Linked DNA regions of Hordeum vulgare: region 1 is linked to region 2. The links are chromatin contacts, called in public Hi-C maps. All regions are on one chromosome and are shown on one strand. The core of a region is the stretch at or near the end of the contact, and the rest is flanking DNA. Distances in the headings are between cores, read along the strand shown. Region 1 has its middle 110 kb from the start of LOC123407100. Region 2 overlaps LOC123408775 (organelle RRM domain-containing protein 2, mitochondrial-like).

Region 1 (2,993 bases), core at 229-2,728, 510 kb before region 2:
ATGTAATAATTTGATATTGTGAACATATGCAATTTTCTATTTGAGTATTTGATGTTTTATTTGAATTTATGCTACTGTTAAATAACAGCTATACATCAGCCGCACGACGGGTGGCCAGTTTTGCATCTTCAGTTTTACATCACCTATTGAAGTTGCCAATTTACATCACCATTTTACATCATCTCTTGGAGTTGGGTCTTTTTAGAGATGTAGGAAGTATTTTTTGACGATGTAAATTATAGAACACCTAATTTTACATCTCCAAATTTACATCATATACTATATCACTAATTTCCCTCGGATTGGAGGCCTCACAATCAATCGAGGTCTCCAATTAAAATTTGGTCATTAGTTTTTGACCGAGTCAACAATTACTCAACAAGCTCTTCTATTCAATTCTTTTAATTCACTATGCTCCTTAATTTTGGAGCTTTTTGATTCGATTGAGGTATTCGATTTGGGATTGGATTTATGATTTTGACTGGGTCAACTATTTCCAAAATTAATCGGTAGCAACCGACTTATAATAATACATCAATCTCGTGCACCCCTCGCCATCTAGAAATATATTATTGTAATCCCAAAATAGTATATGTAGATAGTGACGTGGAAAAAATTTCGACGCAAATATCGATGAATTAGCACATAACACAAAATCACACCACGAAAGACCTATCAAAACATTGCATTATAAATAAAATAGAAACATAGGCCATCTCCTGTCACACTAGCCAAATCAAATTCTCGCTGGTTCCAAGATATAGATGTATTTTTTCTTGAAAAGTCAAATTTATTTAACTTTGACTATGTTTGGAGTAAAAAATATTGACATCCACAATGCTAAATAAATAAAATATAAAAATTTATTTAATGCTGAATTTGAAAAGCTGTGATTTTTTTAAAATCTTATACGCCTATATTTAAAAAATAAATATGCTAATTTATTTTATAAAAACACAACAACAACAATGACGCGGCAACAAAGAAAATTCATTTTGGCTCATCACTCTCATCGAAGAGCCAACTTGGCTATACAATTGTACTATTTTATCACTACATGACCCATCTTCTTTCTTCATAATGCTTTTTTAAGCGCGTGTTATCGCTCCTTTTCGCACTTCGAGTAAAAATTATGATATTTATAAATCTTATAACCTACCTACATCATCCTATGGTATTTAGTCTCAATTGCCCTTGAGCCTGCACAAGGATTGATTTTTTGAAACAATGACGAAAAGGCAAAAGCGTGGAATTTGTATGAATTTTGAGCATCCTCGAGACGTGAGCTCAACTCAGCTGCCGTGCCATGGCCCCTGCGTCACTCAGCACATATTGGAATGACTGAACTACCCCTGGTCCCCTTGTCCACCCTGGTCAGTTCATCGATTGTTTGACTTCCTCTCCCCGACACCAGCAAACATGAAAGGAGAAGGACAAGGAGAATCAAATATAACCAGCTCCTGATCAGGCCTTGGCTCACTGACTATCCGGCCCAGACGTTTCCTCGGGTCCACATGTCATTGTCCTGGTATACCTCTGATATAGAACATAGAGTAAAGGCTTGCAATTTTTATAGGGATAATAATGGGCCGTGGCGCCAAGTCCGGAACCTGCCCCGCTGCCTGCTGTATCAGTCTCATCCATTTTGATGATTAAAAAAAACAAATCCATTTTGATGGGATATTTTTGTAAAATGCAAATCACAAATGTTGAGACCCAGTACGAAAATACTCTATCTGCATCTAAATGCTTGTAGTTTTCAAGAAAACTAATTAATTCTCCATAACTATAAGTATTTAGATATAGAGGGAATACATTGCAACATTCACACATCTTTGGTTTATTCTATTTGATGATCGTTAAATTCTGCTGATTTCTCTTAGGCCTCGTTTGGTTAAGGGGGATTTGGGAGATTTTGAGAGGGAGGGATTTCAAGGGATTGGGTGAATCCCTTTGTTCCACCCAATCTTCTTAAATTTTCGGGGCTTTGCTTCCACTAGTTTTCCGAGGAGGGTTTTGAAACACATGTATAGGAAGGGATTGAAGGAGAACGGGGGGAATTGGGCTAAGCAAACCCCTTCTATCAAATGGACGTCCGAGGATCTGTGGGGTTTCTGACCCTTCCGGAGATTTTTCTTTCAAAACCTCCTCAATCCCCCTTAACCAAACGAGGGCTTAACGGAATTTGTGCTGATTTTATTTCAAGTACTAGTAGTACATGAGAACATTGGCCTTGTGATCGATCACATGGTCGCTGGAAGTGCACATGCAAGGATGCTTGACTTGCGGAGGCACGCAGGAGACATGTACTTGCGGAGGCACGCAGGAGACATGTACGCACATAACGACCTTCGATTTCCTTATACACGTGCACGCACCGCATCATGGCGTATCCATGTGCGTACATATGCATGGTTAATTATGATGGCGACGCTAACATGCATGCCTGCACGTCAATTGGCCCATCGACCGTTCCATGTCCTCCTCCAAATGGATCAGTCGGGCCATGTCCATAACTACTCCCTCTGTACCGTAGTATAGGTCAGCTACTCGAGCGACCTATATTACCGTACAGAGGGAGTATAACTTTATCAACCTTGCAAAAGGATAAGGTTTTCCTAAAACTTCGGGAGCAGCTAACCAAGGACACACCAAGGAGCTCGGCACGGGTCATTTTTGATGGATTCAGGGTCCGTCATTTAGCGTTCTCATTCGTCTTCGCGTGTCTGTATTGTTCATTCCTTTGAAGTTTTTTATTTCACACGTTTTTGAGTTTTAGATGATATTTTTATGCTTTTAGTTTTCCCTAGGTTTCGACATTTCAAAAAAAGTGTTTTGCACAAAAATACTGAACTTTTTTTTCTTCTGTAAGAGACACATATTTACTTTTTGTGGAGTCGAGAGACACGATAGTAGCCCTCGAAAAATGCATTATTTTTTCTATCAGGCATAAATTTGCTTCTCGTGGAGGCATTCCGCAAGAGGCATAACTG
Region 2 (3,283 bases), core at 697-3,196:
GAGTTGAACCTCTTTATAAGGGTTGCCCTACCATATGCCACTCGGAGCTTCAGGAGTTATACACGCGCGCATCTCCTCCGCCACCAGCCTTGCCATGCCTCACCTTGCCTCGATGCGTGCACCGCGGGAATGAGCCAAGCCGAGCTCACACATATACGCTTTTATTTTTATCGGTCAAAAATGGTTAATTAATATCAGATTAATTAACGATTCCCTAATGGAGGTGTCACTGTCTGAGGCGTTGGACCGCGGGATGTTAGCGGACTTGGTTGTGGGCTAAGCCCAGGCCCATCTACCCGACGGACAATATATGAAGGTGTTGGCCAGTGCAGCTAACACACTTGTTCCCTCCTTACGCAACCCTAGTTCCAATTATTCTTCCACTGTGTTGCCTCCACGATCCCATCCCGACGACCGCGTGTGCACGATTGGTCGGGAGAAAAGTGCCTTCGGAACCCCTTCATTCGAGATCCTGCCTGGGAGAAGGGTGATAAGGTTTTTAGGGAGCGTCTCGGCATGACTGCTCTTGATCCGTCTGTGTCCTCCTCAGTTTTGACTACTTCCGTTGCATCGATTCATGGCCAAAAACCACGATGCCAAGAAGAAGGCCGTGGAAGAGATTGAAGCCGTAGCGTACGCAACGGCCTTAGTCTGGCCTACCACACGGTATAATTTGTCAATCCCCTACTTGTCCACTCATGTGCTAGCCATATATGTTTTATTGATAGATTATTCGGTTCTATGCTACATACGTGCTGACATGCTTAGTTATCGATATGAGTTGCATATATACTGTGAATGATCTGTTTACTCGTGGATTAGATTCTAAGCTAATATTTTCAGAAAATAAGTGTCGTGGATTATTTTTCTTATGATTATTTTTTGTTACACTGTATAACATTACTGTTTTAAGGTATGCTGCAAGTAAAATTAGTCAAAGTTGCACATTCTAGACTCCGAAAAGTCGGACACGTATGTAATTTTGGACAAAAAAACGCACTCTATTACCGCCTATCCATTGCTGTGGCACAAAATAAAGACCTTTTATTCCAGAAATTTAAAAAGAAACATTTGAGTTTGGTTGAAGTCACTGACTCACTGTTGGCACAATCAAGTCCATTTAATGGAGACACCGGATACGCGCGCACACACAATAAACGGATAGATTGGATTGGATTAGACGGGTCAGATAGCCTGGATAAACCGCAAGGAGGCTGCCAACGTGGCGCGACGCGGCGGCTTCCCTGCATCCCAGGGCACCTCTCGCCATCTCCTCCGTCTGAAAGGAGCCCCTGAGGCTGCCATTGCCCGCGCAGTAAAAGGCCCTCGAGCTCAACGCGATCCTCCCGGCGTGACGCACGACACCGCGACATGCCGACGGCGACGACAGATTCCGCTTCCCGGGGGATTTCCCCCTAAAACTTTGGAAGGGATTAACAGCCGCCGCAGATACAGTAGACGATGCCCTCTACAGGTGGAACAGATATTATGATGCCACGAGAGCACGCGGCGGCGTCGGCATTGGCGCTGTTGACGATGCAGGCGGTCGTTGGCCGGCGCGAGCAGGCAAGTTTCCGGGCAAGCAGCTTGTGGTTCATGGACGTCACACTCAATGCCATTAACTCTGACTGGAATGCACAGCTAGAAGAGAGCACCATGTCGGTAACCGGCATCCTCGTATCATCAGCAACTGCCAACCGTAGGTAGATACTGTACCAGTGTACCGATGACAGTAACAGCAGATGACATACGTGCATACGGTAAAAAGCGCAGACAGTAGCAGGAAACACAAGGTTCATGGTACAGATGATAGATGATAGTTCAGATAAGACCATAAGCTGGCAAAAACAAAATCCAAATCAGGAACAGGCACGCGGTACACAGACGCATGCGCTGCACAGATCCCTGTCGCCATCACCTGAACGGATTAGATCAAGGGGAATTCAGTTCGAGATTCGCTTGCAAACGTGTTCTTCATCCAAGCTACAAGTCATTATCCAGCAGTACAAGAGCAGCACATGCCATCAGCAGCTGATAAGGCTTACGAGACGAATTCAAATAAAAGGGACATTCTTGACATAACAAGGACACCCACAGGAACAAGACATTATTAGCAATGGTCCCAAGCTGTTGCATGCTGACAGTAATACCTGCTTGGTCCATATAAGGTTCCACAAGTGCTTCTCCATGTGGAGGCCGTAAACGACCGGTCCAACACGACGAGAATATTGGATCAGGCAACGGTGTTCACACCTGGGACAAAACGATGTGGCTATAATCTAAATGTAGAATGCGATGGCTGGTTGATACGCTGTCAGACGCACAGCCAGATAGAATAGAATGATTGTCCCTTCATCTACTGCGAGCCCCATGAACCAGAAGGAGAGCCCCAAGATTGTTGTGGCTGCGGAGTTGCCCCTCCCATCTGAGGCGGTGGTCTGGGTCTGGCATATTCAGCAAAAATAACCCATCCATCCAGAAACTGCACAAAAATTAAGCTGTGTCAAAACTTGAAGAAACACAAATTACTCCCCATGTTGTTAATAATACAAACAATATAGCAATGCTTTATGCAACAGGTCAAGAGAGCCATGGATCCCCGCAATACCTTTGAGACAATTTAATCCCTTAATATTATATATATATATATATATATATATATATATATATATATATATATATATATATATATATATCTTGTTGCAGTACACAGTAATTTAAGAATGTCGAAGTAATATGTCAAGAGAGCCATGGATCCCCGCAATACCTTTGAGACAATTTAATCCCTTAATATTATATATATATATATATATATATATATATATATATCTTGTTGCAGTACACAGTAATTTAAGAATGTCGAAGTAATATGCGAGAACTGGGCAACAATAGCCCAGTGATAGGGCCGCACCGGCGCATCCCTCATGACCAGGGTTCAAATCCGGTCAGTATCTCACCCACATGGACGATACGGGGCTCATCCCCAGTTGGACTAGTTTTTTTATTAATGGTGCAATATGTGTTTTGTTTTCTAAATGGTCTTTCCAGAACTGTTTCCAACCCACCTAGAATCGAGGTAATCCACTGATCATGCATGTAGTATCTGAATACTCTTCCTATGTAATTATGCATTGAACATAATTTTTAGGAAGAACCAACTTTGAATTGCAGTATCCTGATTCCCTGAAGGTAGTCAGGCTACTCCAGAACTAAGAGGACAAACAGTTCAAATGCTGCTGTACAGTTGGTTGGGTAGCCACCAAACAAAGAGGTAAACTGGCCT

The links. Hi-C and Micro-C count contacts between places; a contact is called where the count stands out from the background.
Region 1: a contact with region 2 is called in a Hi-C map of seedling, with 2.9 times the contacts expected there. The contact joins two enhancer-like sites. A contact is called at or near these places in 3 of 6 Hi-C or Micro-C datasets (leaf and seedling).

Annotation. Positions count from the first base shown.
Region 1 is chr7H:401,910,781-401,913,773 of MorexV3_pseudomolecules_assembly, reverse strand. No RefSeq gene overlaps it. Among protein-coding and RNA genes, the nearest start is that of LOC123407100, 110 kb to the left of the region's middle. Within about 2 kb of position 1,478, at least 3 of the 3 cell types and tissues checked have open chromatin away from gene starts, as enhancers often do. A contact at or near this core is called in leaf and seedling, where this site is marked.
Region 2 is chr7H:401,400,289-401,403,571 of MorexV3_pseudomolecules_assembly, reverse strand. It overlaps LOC123408775 (organelle RRM domain-containing protein 2, mitochondrial-like), which reads right to left. Exons shown (of 4, transcript XM_045101819.1): 4 at 1,955-2,482. The coding sequence ends at 2,357. Among protein-coding and RNA genes, the nearest start is that of LOC123408775, 13 kb to the right of the region's middle. Within about 2 kb of position 1,946, at least 3 of the 3 cell types and tissues checked have open chromatin away from gene starts, as enhancers often do. A contact at or near this core is called in leaf and seedling, where this site is marked.